Linked DNA regions of Macaca mulatta: region 2 is linked to region 1. A link is a contact called in public Hi-C data. All regions are on one chromosome and are shown on one strand. The core of a region is the stretch at or near the end of the contact, and the rest is flanking DNA. Distances in the headings are between cores, read along the strand shown. Region 1 holds the start of ALG10 (dol-P-Glc:Glc(2)Man(9)GlcNAc(2)-PP-Dol alpha-1,2-glucosyltransferase). Region 2 holds the start of LOC114670824.

Region 1 (5,384 bases), core at 1,881-4,380:
TCAATTCCAAATAAATATTATTGTCTTTTAGAAGATTCTCTGTGTGTGTTACTTACGTTTAACCAGCCCCTTACACAATGTCTTCAAGACATTTTCAGTAGAGCTAAAATACTTGCTAATGCTTTTGTACTAAACTGTGTGTGTTTTTTTAATTGATTCATTAATTTTAAAAATTTAGATTTTAGATTGATATGTTAAGATTGACCTCAAGGGTAGAGTTGCATTTTAGAGGTTATCATCTGTGATTTTGGCCCAGGGTGCAGTACTCTGCTGTAGCTAAAACAAACGAATTGTCACCTAGAAATGAGTAAACCATCACTATGATTAGCAAGTGGCCAATGTTTTCATTCAGCAACAAGTGAAAAGGGGTGCAATAAGAGGCAGCATGTTTTGTGGACTAATACTTCAAAGTTATTACAGTTACGGTCTTTGGGGAAATTCACTGTTCAGATACAGCTGTTTCAAACAGTTAAGTATATGCAATGTTATGTGAGTTCATCAAATTAAGAATGTCTTAATTGATCAAAATAAGTTAGGTTATACAGGAGAAATAAAGTCAAAATCTTAATGGCTTATAAACCAAAAAAGATTTATTTCTTGCTAAAACCACCTATCCTTAGAACCCCAACAGAAATTGCCCATTTTTCTGCCATAACTTATCATAATTCAAGTAGCACAAATAAATAGTTGATGTTCAATGATAATGGGATTGCTCATCCTAATGACTCTTTTTCACAAAATAAATATCTACGGAAAATGGGATTTGGAATTCTGAATGGAAAATATAAGTTGAAATTAATGCTGAGCTAGTTTTAAATGATAAGTCTAATAAAATGTAATCTATTTCATTAAAACCGCAGAGGTAGCTATTTTAATAGGTCTTGATTTAGGAGCAGAGCTTTGGAAAGCATTTCAAAATTATCAAAGATGTGATAATCTAAGAGTAGAAAAGCGCCAACAACTTCATTGATTTGCAGATAGTAAAAGTAATTCACTAACAAATGAGTGAAGTACGCTACGAAGAACTCTACTGGGCCCATGGAGCTTCTTAGCATTCTTAGGTAATATGTTTTACATCAATGGTTTCCAAATATGAAGATTATTATTCAGTGATTTGAGATGGCACTCTAGAATCTAGTTTTTCACAATGATCCCCCAGCAAATTTTCATGTAATTAGTCTGTAAGATCAACTTTTTTTTAAAAGATGAAACTCATATTTCAACTTGGTGTATGGAAACAGAGGAGAGTGGAACGTAAATGTAAAGTTATTGCGACCAGTGAAACATTCAGTACAGTATGCATTGTAGATTATTTTAAACTATAAGGCTATGAAGTTATTGTATTACTCTTGGTCTGATGTTCTAATTCCTACACTTGATTCTGACACTAATTTTTTATGTAATTTTAAGTAAATCCTTCATTTTTTAAAAAAACAGCTTCTTTTACAAAATGAATTCAAGTAGATTATTAACAAAGATTCCTAGCAATTCTAAAACCCCATATTTCCTTGAAACTTTCCGTTTTATATAAAGGGATGTGTGCAGCATGTATAGGAGTCAAATGTTTAACATAAACTATTGGTGGCAATTGTTATGAAGAAAAATGGATAGCATAAATGTCTAGTCTTGTTATACTCCCTTTAAAAACTACCCACTTTTCTAGGGTGGGTCAGTAAGCTGCAGAGTATATATATAACACGATTTAGCAGGTCAACAGGTCAGGGGCTAATTACTTGTAGATCACATCAACCTCTTGAAGACCGAATCATCTGGAGATGTGTTACAAGTGACTTCAACAGTAAGTACAGCATGGACTCAATAATAAAATGGGAGATAATGGTTAAAACAAAGCTAAGCATCACATCAGAGTAGGATCCTGACATGATTTTATTCCAGTAATGTAAATGTTCCCATCCTAGCCCTCATTCACCACTACCTCCTCTTATCATTGAGGAAACAGGCAGAGACAGAATGGAAAGGCAGTCAGCTTAATTTAAGAAACTTTCTTAAGTTCAGAAAGACTGAATTAGTTTTGACCCAGAAAAAGAGCTCAATTGAGAACTCTGAGGTTAGCAACCTTAAATCCTGACTCAATTCTGATATATTCCTGCCAAAGGCAACGTGACTGAGGTTACCTGAGAGACAGTTTTTCTGCAAAACATGGCCAACCATGCTCAAGACAAAATTACAACACATAATTTAACTTTGGCATTCTTCAAATTATTTACCTCATCTCCTGTTCCCAACACTTAATCCCAGAATACAGGAATTTGATGATGTCTATATAGCCTATAAAAGTCCACAAATTGAAGTGCCTACTGTGTGAAAGCCATTGGGGGACTACAAACGTAAAGGATATATAATCCCACTAAGATGTTCACGCTTATGATTTAGTAGGAAAAACAGAACACTGCCTTACAGATATTACAGGCACAGAGAATTCTAAAACATCCCAAATTCTAAATATATATATATATATATATATATATATATATATTTTTTTTTTTTTTTTTTTTCCCAAATCCCACAGGGTACTGAGATATGGCTATGAGAGTGCCTTAGGAATGTCAGTTTAACTAAATCCTGTGAGGGCATCCACATTTTGAAAGAGTTCTCTTTTAACCTAAACAAACAAACGAACAAACACTCCTCTCACTTAAGTTCATTCGGCATTGACGGGTCTCTGGTTCTTCAAGTTTTCATCTGAAAGTCTCAGTCTTTGCTATCACAACCAACGCCCCCTTCCTACACTCCAAAGTTGATGGAATGAAAAGTCGTGGAATTGAGGGTTTAATAAAAAGAACAGAAGTAACGGGGGAAAAATGTGTAAATTTTAGGGCTTGGAATTGGAGACGTGGGGAAACGTCGCCACCTTCTGGTAAGTGATGGAAATGAGCAGGAAAAAAGATCCAAGCTGAGAATCGGCTTTTTTTTTTTTTTTTTTTTTTTTCCAAAGCAGCAAGTCACGCACCCCCCGCTTAGGCAAATTCCGAGACCCGCCCTTTCCGGAAGTTTTAACACTCTGTGCGCCCGGGCAATGTGATTGACAGGGTAATCATCCGGTCCGTTACCTAAACCCGTCACTCCGGGAAACAGCGACCCGATCTTTCCGGATCCGCGCTTTCCCAGCATCCTTTGCCTTCCGGTATGTGGCCCCGTCTGGCTAGTCACGTCTAGCGCGCCCATTTCGAGCCCAAGTTTCCAGCTCGGGTTTCCGGGCTCAGAAGTTTCCAGGAGTGGGTTCTTCGGCAGCGGCTGTGGGAGCGGGAATGGCGCAGCTAGAGGGTTACTATTTCTCGGCTGCCTTGAGCTGTACCTTTTTAGTGTCTTGCCTCCTCTTCTCCGCCTTCAGCCGGGCGCTGCGAGAGCCCTACATGGATGAGATCTTCCACCTGCCTCAGGCGCAACGCTACTGTGAGGGCCATTTCTCCCTTTCCCAGGTGGGGTCTCCAACCTGTCCCCACCCCAGGAGAGGCCTGAGAGGTCCCAGCGTCCCCAGTTCCTTCTCCCATCCTTAGACTTAACTCGTCCCGTTCCACCCCACTAGCCCCAGAACATGAAAGAAACTGGGTATAGAATTTTGTTCCTGTCTCTGAGATCTGTGAAATATTTATTAAATGAATGAATAAACAGTAGATCTGTCTCCCAGGAAGGAATGATCTGGGAGAATACTTAATGGGGAACTGAGCGCTCCTGTTGGCAGCTGACGATGTCTATCCCACTTTGTCTTTCCTTGTCTCGGGAGTAAAGGTATTGCGGTGCTCCTTGGAAATACCAGAAAACTTACCTTTAGCTCACCTGTCAAGCACCTCACTATGCATTTTAGGGGTGGGATAGTATGGACTGGAGGGATCTTCAGCTACCAAAAAGTGACCATTTATAATCAGAAATTCCTTCCCTGAGTATTTTTAGTGAACTATCTGTTAACTGGATAAACTGGCAACCAGTCCAGTCACATCATTTTTGAATATATATTTGACTGTGCAAGTATGTACATATAAATATCAAAATAAACATCGCCTGCTTTTCTGGTGACACAATATAGGGTACTGGCTAGAAATATAAAGTCTGTTTCAGAGAAAGATCTGATCTTAAATCATGGTGCTGTGATTTACTACTTTTGTGATCTTGGAGATGTTCTGAGTTTCAGAAATTCAGGTTACCTATCTGCAAAATGACAGTAATCTTTACTATAAGGCATATTGTAACGTTAATACAGAGGGTTTGGCACAATTTCTGTCTCCGTTTATGTTAGCTGTCATCATGGAGCCTGTGGACCAAATGTTTTCCTAAACTTAGAGTCCCAACCAGTGTTTCCATGCTTTTAAAAACTGGAGCATTTGCAGCTTATTTACCAAAATAAAGACTTTTTAAAGAACATTTCTTGGAAAATAGAAATAGATTTTAAGTTGTTGTTTTCTGTTGGTTGCTGCTATCTGAACAATCACTAAGCTGGTCCGGGGGCAAAATATAAGAAAAACGAATCCTGTTTTGCCAAGGACTTACTTAATCTTGTCAGAATAACTTCTCAAAATTTCTGATTGTTGCTAGAGATGAGACGTGGGCTTGACATGTTTGTGTCTGTCTTGTTCATATTACCTCTTGCTTTTACTTCATTTCCTTTCATTTTAAAGTGGGATCCCATGATTACTACATTACCTGGCTTGTACCTGGTGTCAGTTGGAGTGGTCAAACCTGCCATTTGGATCTTTGGATGGTCCGAACATGTTGTCTGCTCCATTGGGATGCTCAGATTTGTTAATCTTCTCTTCAGTGTTGGCAACTTCTATTTACTATATTTGCTTTTCCGCAAGGTACAACCCAGAAACAAGGTATGTTTCAAAATACTTAATTACAAGTTTATGTGTAGTCAGGTCCACAATTACAATGAATTAGTTTAATGAGATTTGGTGAAAAATGTCTTTAACACTTTGTAACTTTGTATTTTTGTATATTATGTAAAGGTAAACATAAATCCTCCGTCTCCATTTTAGAATAAATTTGCATTTAAACACTTGAATAGCTTATTTGTAAAATCTAAAGTAAATATTTGTTAAGTGAGTCAAACCAGTTCAATAAGTACTTACTAAGCTTATTCCATGTGCTAGGCACTGGGACAACAGAGATAAATGAGGCAGTCTTTTTCTTGTAAAATGTATATATTCATTAGGGAAAACACACTTTACCTGAGGACTTTTGATGTGATAACAGTGCAGGCCCTGGAGGTAGATTGCCTGGGTTAGAATTCTCTCCCTGCCACTTGGCAGTTTTGTTACCACCATGGGCAGGTTAACGCTTAGTGGCTCCATATCTTCATCTATTAAATAAGAATAATAATAGAATAATAACTTATAGAACTGTTATAAAGGAACAAAGAAACTTAA
Region 2 (5,384 bases), core at 1,882-4,381, 580 kb after region 1:
TGAGCTGCTTTTGAAGTGTCGGCAAATCCTCAGCCTCTGGTATAGTAAGGCAAGGGAATTCCTTACTCTGCCTGCCCATAGTAAAGCTTAGAGGCCTTCAACTGTGCCTTGTTGCTAAGTGAAATCCCCACAAACTTTCTACAAAACATGTTCTTGATGCACATTAAAGAAGATAGAGAAAGAGGGAACAGGTATCCCAATGCTGGTTCTATCCCTGTGTTATTTAACCAACTTATTGAAGTTCAAAAGAGAAAGACTTTTACAGAATTCCATACCTGAATCATATATAACACATTTATTCAACAAATGTTATTTCCAATATTATAATAATAGCTAACATTTTTGAAAACATGTTTTTGTTTCATGCATTGTGTAAGTGCTTTCACACATCACCTTGATAACACTCTATATAAGGAAAATACCATAATTATTCTTATTTTTAGAGATAAGAATGCTTAGACAGACTGAATAAGAACTTACTCCAAGATAGCAAGAACAAGTCACAAAGCTAGAATTTTTACTTAGGTCTCTGATGCCAAAGCCCAAACTAAATCACCTTCTATGGTTACAAGATCCAACAATACTCAAATATTTTTATTTTTGAATTTTAATGTATTAAAAATAAATTTAATCCACCTTTTCAGGAACTATTCCTGAACCTATTCCAAAGGCACTAACTTGGGTATTTAATTATGTTTCTGTTTGCCCAAAAGATGCTTTTTATCTCAAACTTATAGTAAATAGTAAGCTGAGTCAGAAGCAACTCAAACAATAGACTAAGCACTAGTGGCCCTGGCAGAGATGCTTGACACTAAGTATTTGCATTCTCTTTCAGGAATTTTTTTTTTCCTATTAGAAATCTTAAAAATTAAAAATAAAATGTCAAAGCAATGTTATGAAAAAAAGCTGGAACAAGGGATTTCCAGGTGCCGAGGCAGCAAACTGAAACAAATTGCCCAGCACACTCACAGAAAACATGCATCAAAAAAGGGGCTCCATTAAACGTGGGCCCTACTGGCAGAATGACCAGTTTAGATAAAATTTCCCTTAAAAAGCTCATGGAAAAATTCAGATTTGATTGACAATATTCTTTTATGTTCATTCCAAGTATAGGCCACATGCCATTTAGACTTTGCAGACTGTTGAGTAGAGGATAAGAACTCTTAGTAATGCTATTATTCCAGGACTTTTGGCTATCCATTATCTGTATATATCAATAACTTCCCTCTAACATCCAAAACCAGCTTCAGAGAAAAGAAAAAGTCCTGTGAATTCTCTAAAGAGTTTTCCATACAGCTTCACCTGTTCCATTGACAGAAAAATCTCAGGCAGCACTTAAAACAGTGACAGCAATAAGGCAAGAGCTTAATGTTAGCTATCATTATCAGCATGATTATTTCCATAGTCCCAGATCAGTCTTAAGAGGCGGCAGAGCAAACAATCAGGTGATAGTTTCAGGGCTAAAGGCTGTCCTCTACCCTCAAATAATACTTCTACTAGGGTTGCTGGTGCTCGAATTTCCACCCCCAGAAAAGAATTTCTTTGGCTTTAGGGTCAGTTTGTGAAAATGCAATGTCAAGATTGATGGAATTTTAAACTTATTTACATCAAGATTACCCAAATTTATTAGATTTCTTCAAGGCAAGTTTGCTAAGGAAAGGAAAGGGAGGATTTGAGGGCATAAAAACAATCTTACGGCAAAAATAGATAAATGAGGAGGCAGTTTTCCAGTGAGACAGACCCAATTATGCAAACAAGGGAGTGGGCTTTAGGGTCAATATTAATTCGCAAACTAGTGGCCAATACCAATTTAGCACCGTCGCTTATCTCCTTCTCAAAATCGTCTACAATATAGCAGTGATGTTGCTTTATTTACAGGGCAACTAACCGGAAGAACGTCAGGACAACGAGTTTGCAAGTTACAGTCTCTGGACAGGGTTGAAAGTCAGCTTTTTTTTTTTCCTTTTTTTAATTTTTTTAATTTTTTATTTTATTTTATTTCATTTATTTATTTATTTTTGAGATGGAGTCTTGCAATGTCGCCCAGGCTGGAGTGCAGTGGCGCGATCTCGGCTCACTACAACCTCCACCTCCCGGGTTCAAGCGAGTCTCCTGTCTCAGCCTCCCAAGTAGCTGGGACTACAAGTGCCCGCCACCACGCCCAGCTAATTTTCGTATTTTCAGTTAAGACGGGGGTTTCACCATATTGGCCAGGCTGGTCTCGAACTCCTGACCTCGTGATCCGCCCGCCTCGGCCTCTCAAGGTGCTGGGAATACAGGCGTGAGCCACCGCGCCCGGCCGAGAGTCAGTTATTACAAGCACTCAAATGTGTCTGGGCCCGAAAACAAAACAAAACAAAGTCGTGACTTCCCAGATCTTAGGTAAGGCATACATTCGTCTGCAAGGAGGGCCGAAATTTCTACCTATCCGAAATTTCTACCTATCCGGGCAAAAAGCCCGGAAGGGTGGGGGAGAAGCAAGCTGGATGGCTCCAGGAAGTGGGTGGGGAGAAAGCTGCCGAGGTTGGAGCCAACCCTAGCAACAGAAGGTTCGCACACGCCTAGCAGAGGGAGTCCCGGGCCGAAGCGTGCAGCGGTCACGAGCGCTTTGGGCAGTGCTGTCCCCTTCGATTCCGATCATCAGGCAACCATCTAGCCCGGGTTTGGGACGGAAAACAGGCTTGTAAATTGGGCGGCGGCCGGTGTTCTCGCAGCTGAGTCACAGCCCAGCCAACTTTTACAGCGTTTCCCAGAAAGAAAATAAAAAGTCCCAGTCCCGGAGCCCACCACTCGCTTCTAATTCCCACTCCCCTGTGTCACCTGACCCAGGATAACTCCAGCCCCACTGCTGAGATATTTCCCACTCATGGGGCAACTTCTCGCCCGCGCAAAGCCTCGTGGTACCCCGAGCGCTCTCCAAGTGCTACCAACCCCGCAGATAGGAGAGCAGGAGGGAGGCGAAGGGCTGCGTCCTCACCTGCAGGACACGGACACCTCCACTCGCGTGGCCGGGATGGCAGCGCTCAGCTGGTTCAAGTCCCCGATGCCCGCAGTGCTGGTGTAGCGGCTGTCCATATTGGGAGGAGGCGCCTTGCACTTGTCCGGCGCTCACAACCAGAGCTCGGGAGGACTGAGGGCTAGCTCCCGTCAGGCTGGGATGGGGGTTGAGGGTGGAGGCAGAAGAAGGAGGCGGAGGCAGCGCGCAGGATGGGGGAGGGAAGGGCGGAGGCGGACTTCCGCGCAGAGCCAGGAGGGAACCACGAGCCAGTACTGGGTGAAACTGACGCTGCCGGGGAAGTGGCGCGCGGGGCTCCCGGCTTCCCAGCCCCCTTCCGGCAGGCAGGAGCCCAGGCGGCGGACACACTCCGTGATCCCCTTCTGGCTGGAGGGGTCAGGCTTGGTGGACCCAGCAAGCAGCCTGATGGAGTAGGGGGCACCAGACGCAGACCCGTACCGTCCAGGACTGCAAGCCCTCGCCGGCTCTGCGAGCTTTTAGGTTTCGTCTCTACCTCTGCACACCCACACTCGCCTCCTGGGCCGCGACAGCTTCCTCCTGTCAATCAGGTGTGGACGGGAATGTCTCGAAGTTTCCTCGCCTGAGTTGAAAGCTGGAGGTGGGGGTACCTCTGCCGGTTCCTAACTGCCCCGTTATAAGCCCCCCCCCCCACAATTGGTTCTCACCTCGCCCTCGGAGCTCATGGGAGATCCCTCCGTCCCTCCTACTGTGCCCTCAGGCAGATGAGTCTGGTCCTAGCTTCTGGACTGCCCACCGTCGGCCACTTAAGAGTTGGGGACGGTGGGGCATTGTGACGCTCTCCAAACCTTGCAACGCGGTGGCAAAGTGGCCGATCAATATATGGGACAGGTGGGGGCGGGGGGCGGACTCTAAGGAGGAAAGAACAATACTACTTGGGATTTAAGGGAACAATCTGGATTGTGTCTCCCCTTGGTTTTTTGGAGCTTAGAGGTCTAACGGCGACAATCCTCCTACAATAAGGGTTCTTCTGGGTCCCTCGTTTCCAAAGGCATGAAAATTCTGACCTGAAAATGGGGACAGGGGGTGGGTGTCACAACCATATAACGCAGCTCCTTCACCCGACTCCCACCCGCAAGACCTGAGACCTGACGGATTAAAGCAGAGAGGAGTCAGAGTGAGCGCTGCGTTGAGGAAACTGCATTCCAGGGCAGTAAGACTGGTGCCAAGATGCAGTCGCGGCAAAAGCATCCAGAGGTAGATGCGGCGCCCCTCCGTTGCAGAGACCTTTATTCCCCGCGCCTTCAGTCCTGCCTCACCCGAGCGCCTGCGGGTCCCGGGCGCCCGCCACCAGGCGGCGAGGGAGAACAGGACGCGGCGCAGCTGGAAGGCGAAGGATGGAGAGGGGGCGGGTGTCCGCCCGCCAGATTCAGCGCTGCAAGCATGGAGTTTCCAGCTGGTTGGGCTAAGTCTGGGAGGAGCAGTTTTTGCGGTGGAGGACTTACCTTGAGTTGTAACATTTTAATCCACTTGTAGCCCCTGCCTAGAGAATCTGTAGAGGCGGGTGAGAGTGTGTAGGTGCAGTCTCGCTGCTTCCCCTGCCGAGTGTACTTCCCCTGTTTCTATTTGGTTTCCTTTCCTGATTTCCCCACCCACCGCTTTTTCTTTTTCTTTTTTTTCTTCCTCTTGTCCTATTACAAATTAAACTGTACTTTACTGCGATTTGGAAATGCCCTAAAACTCCAGGCATTTCTATTATGCTGCTCAAAATTAATTTGGCATAGAAATCTAGATTTTTTGTTTAAGCTCACCAGATTTTTTACTTTACAGGAGCCTACTGAAGAAATGAAAGTTGAGAACTTTAGTAGTCAACATGTGGGATACTTACTTCTAATTTGTTTCCACTTTAGTGAGATATAACTGATATATAATGAACTGCACATAAAGTGCGTCCCTCATTTGATAAATGTTGACTCATGTATCTCTCCGTGCAGCCATCACCAAAATCAAAATAATGAATCATTCCATCACCCCAAAAATTTTCTTATGTACCTCCTTTCATCACTGAAACAACCCTCTAAGCAACCTCTGATCTTTATGTCACTATAGATGAGTTTGCATTTTTAAAAATTGTGTATGTGGAATCATAAAGCAGGTAGTATTTTTGGTCTGGCTTCTTCTACTAAGCAAAATTCTTTTGAGATTCATCTATGTTAGCATCAATAGTTCATTCTATTTTTTTTAACTGAATAGTATTTCGTTGTATATATGCGCTATAAATTGTCCATTCACCTGTTGATGGACATTTTGGTTGTTCGAACTTTGGGCAATTACAAATAAAACTGATATGAACATATATGTACAACTCTTTCTGTGGACATATGTTTACATTACTTCTGAGTAAGTACCT

What was found. Hi-C and Micro-C count contacts between places; a contact is called where the count stands out from the background.
Region 2: a contact with region 1 is called in a Hi-C map of fetal cortex germinal zone, with 4 times the contacts expected there. The contact joins the promoter of LOC114670824 here to the promoter of ALG10 in region 1. A contact is called at or near these places in 2 of 14 Hi-C or Micro-C datasets (fetal cortex germinal zone and fetal cortical plate).

Annotation. Positions count from the first base shown.
Region 1 is chr11:36,316,910-36,322,293 of T2T-MMU8v2.0, forward strand. ALG10 (dol-P-Glc:Glc(2)Man(9)GlcNAc(2)-PP-Dol alpha-1,2-glucosyltransferase) reads left to right here and starts at 3,131. Exons shown (of 3, transcript XM_001086837.5): 1 at 3,131-3,440; 2 at 4,635-4,832. The coding sequence starts at 3,270.
Region 2 is chr11:36,901,254-36,906,637 of T2T-MMU8v2.0, forward strand. LOC114670824 reads left to right here and starts at 3,132. Exons shown (of 2, transcript XM_077953186.1): 1 at 3,132-3,564. The coding sequence starts at 3,208. It overlaps CPNE8 (copine 8), which reads right to left and starts at 4,611. Exons shown (of 20, transcript XM_077953184.1): 1 at 4,480-4,611.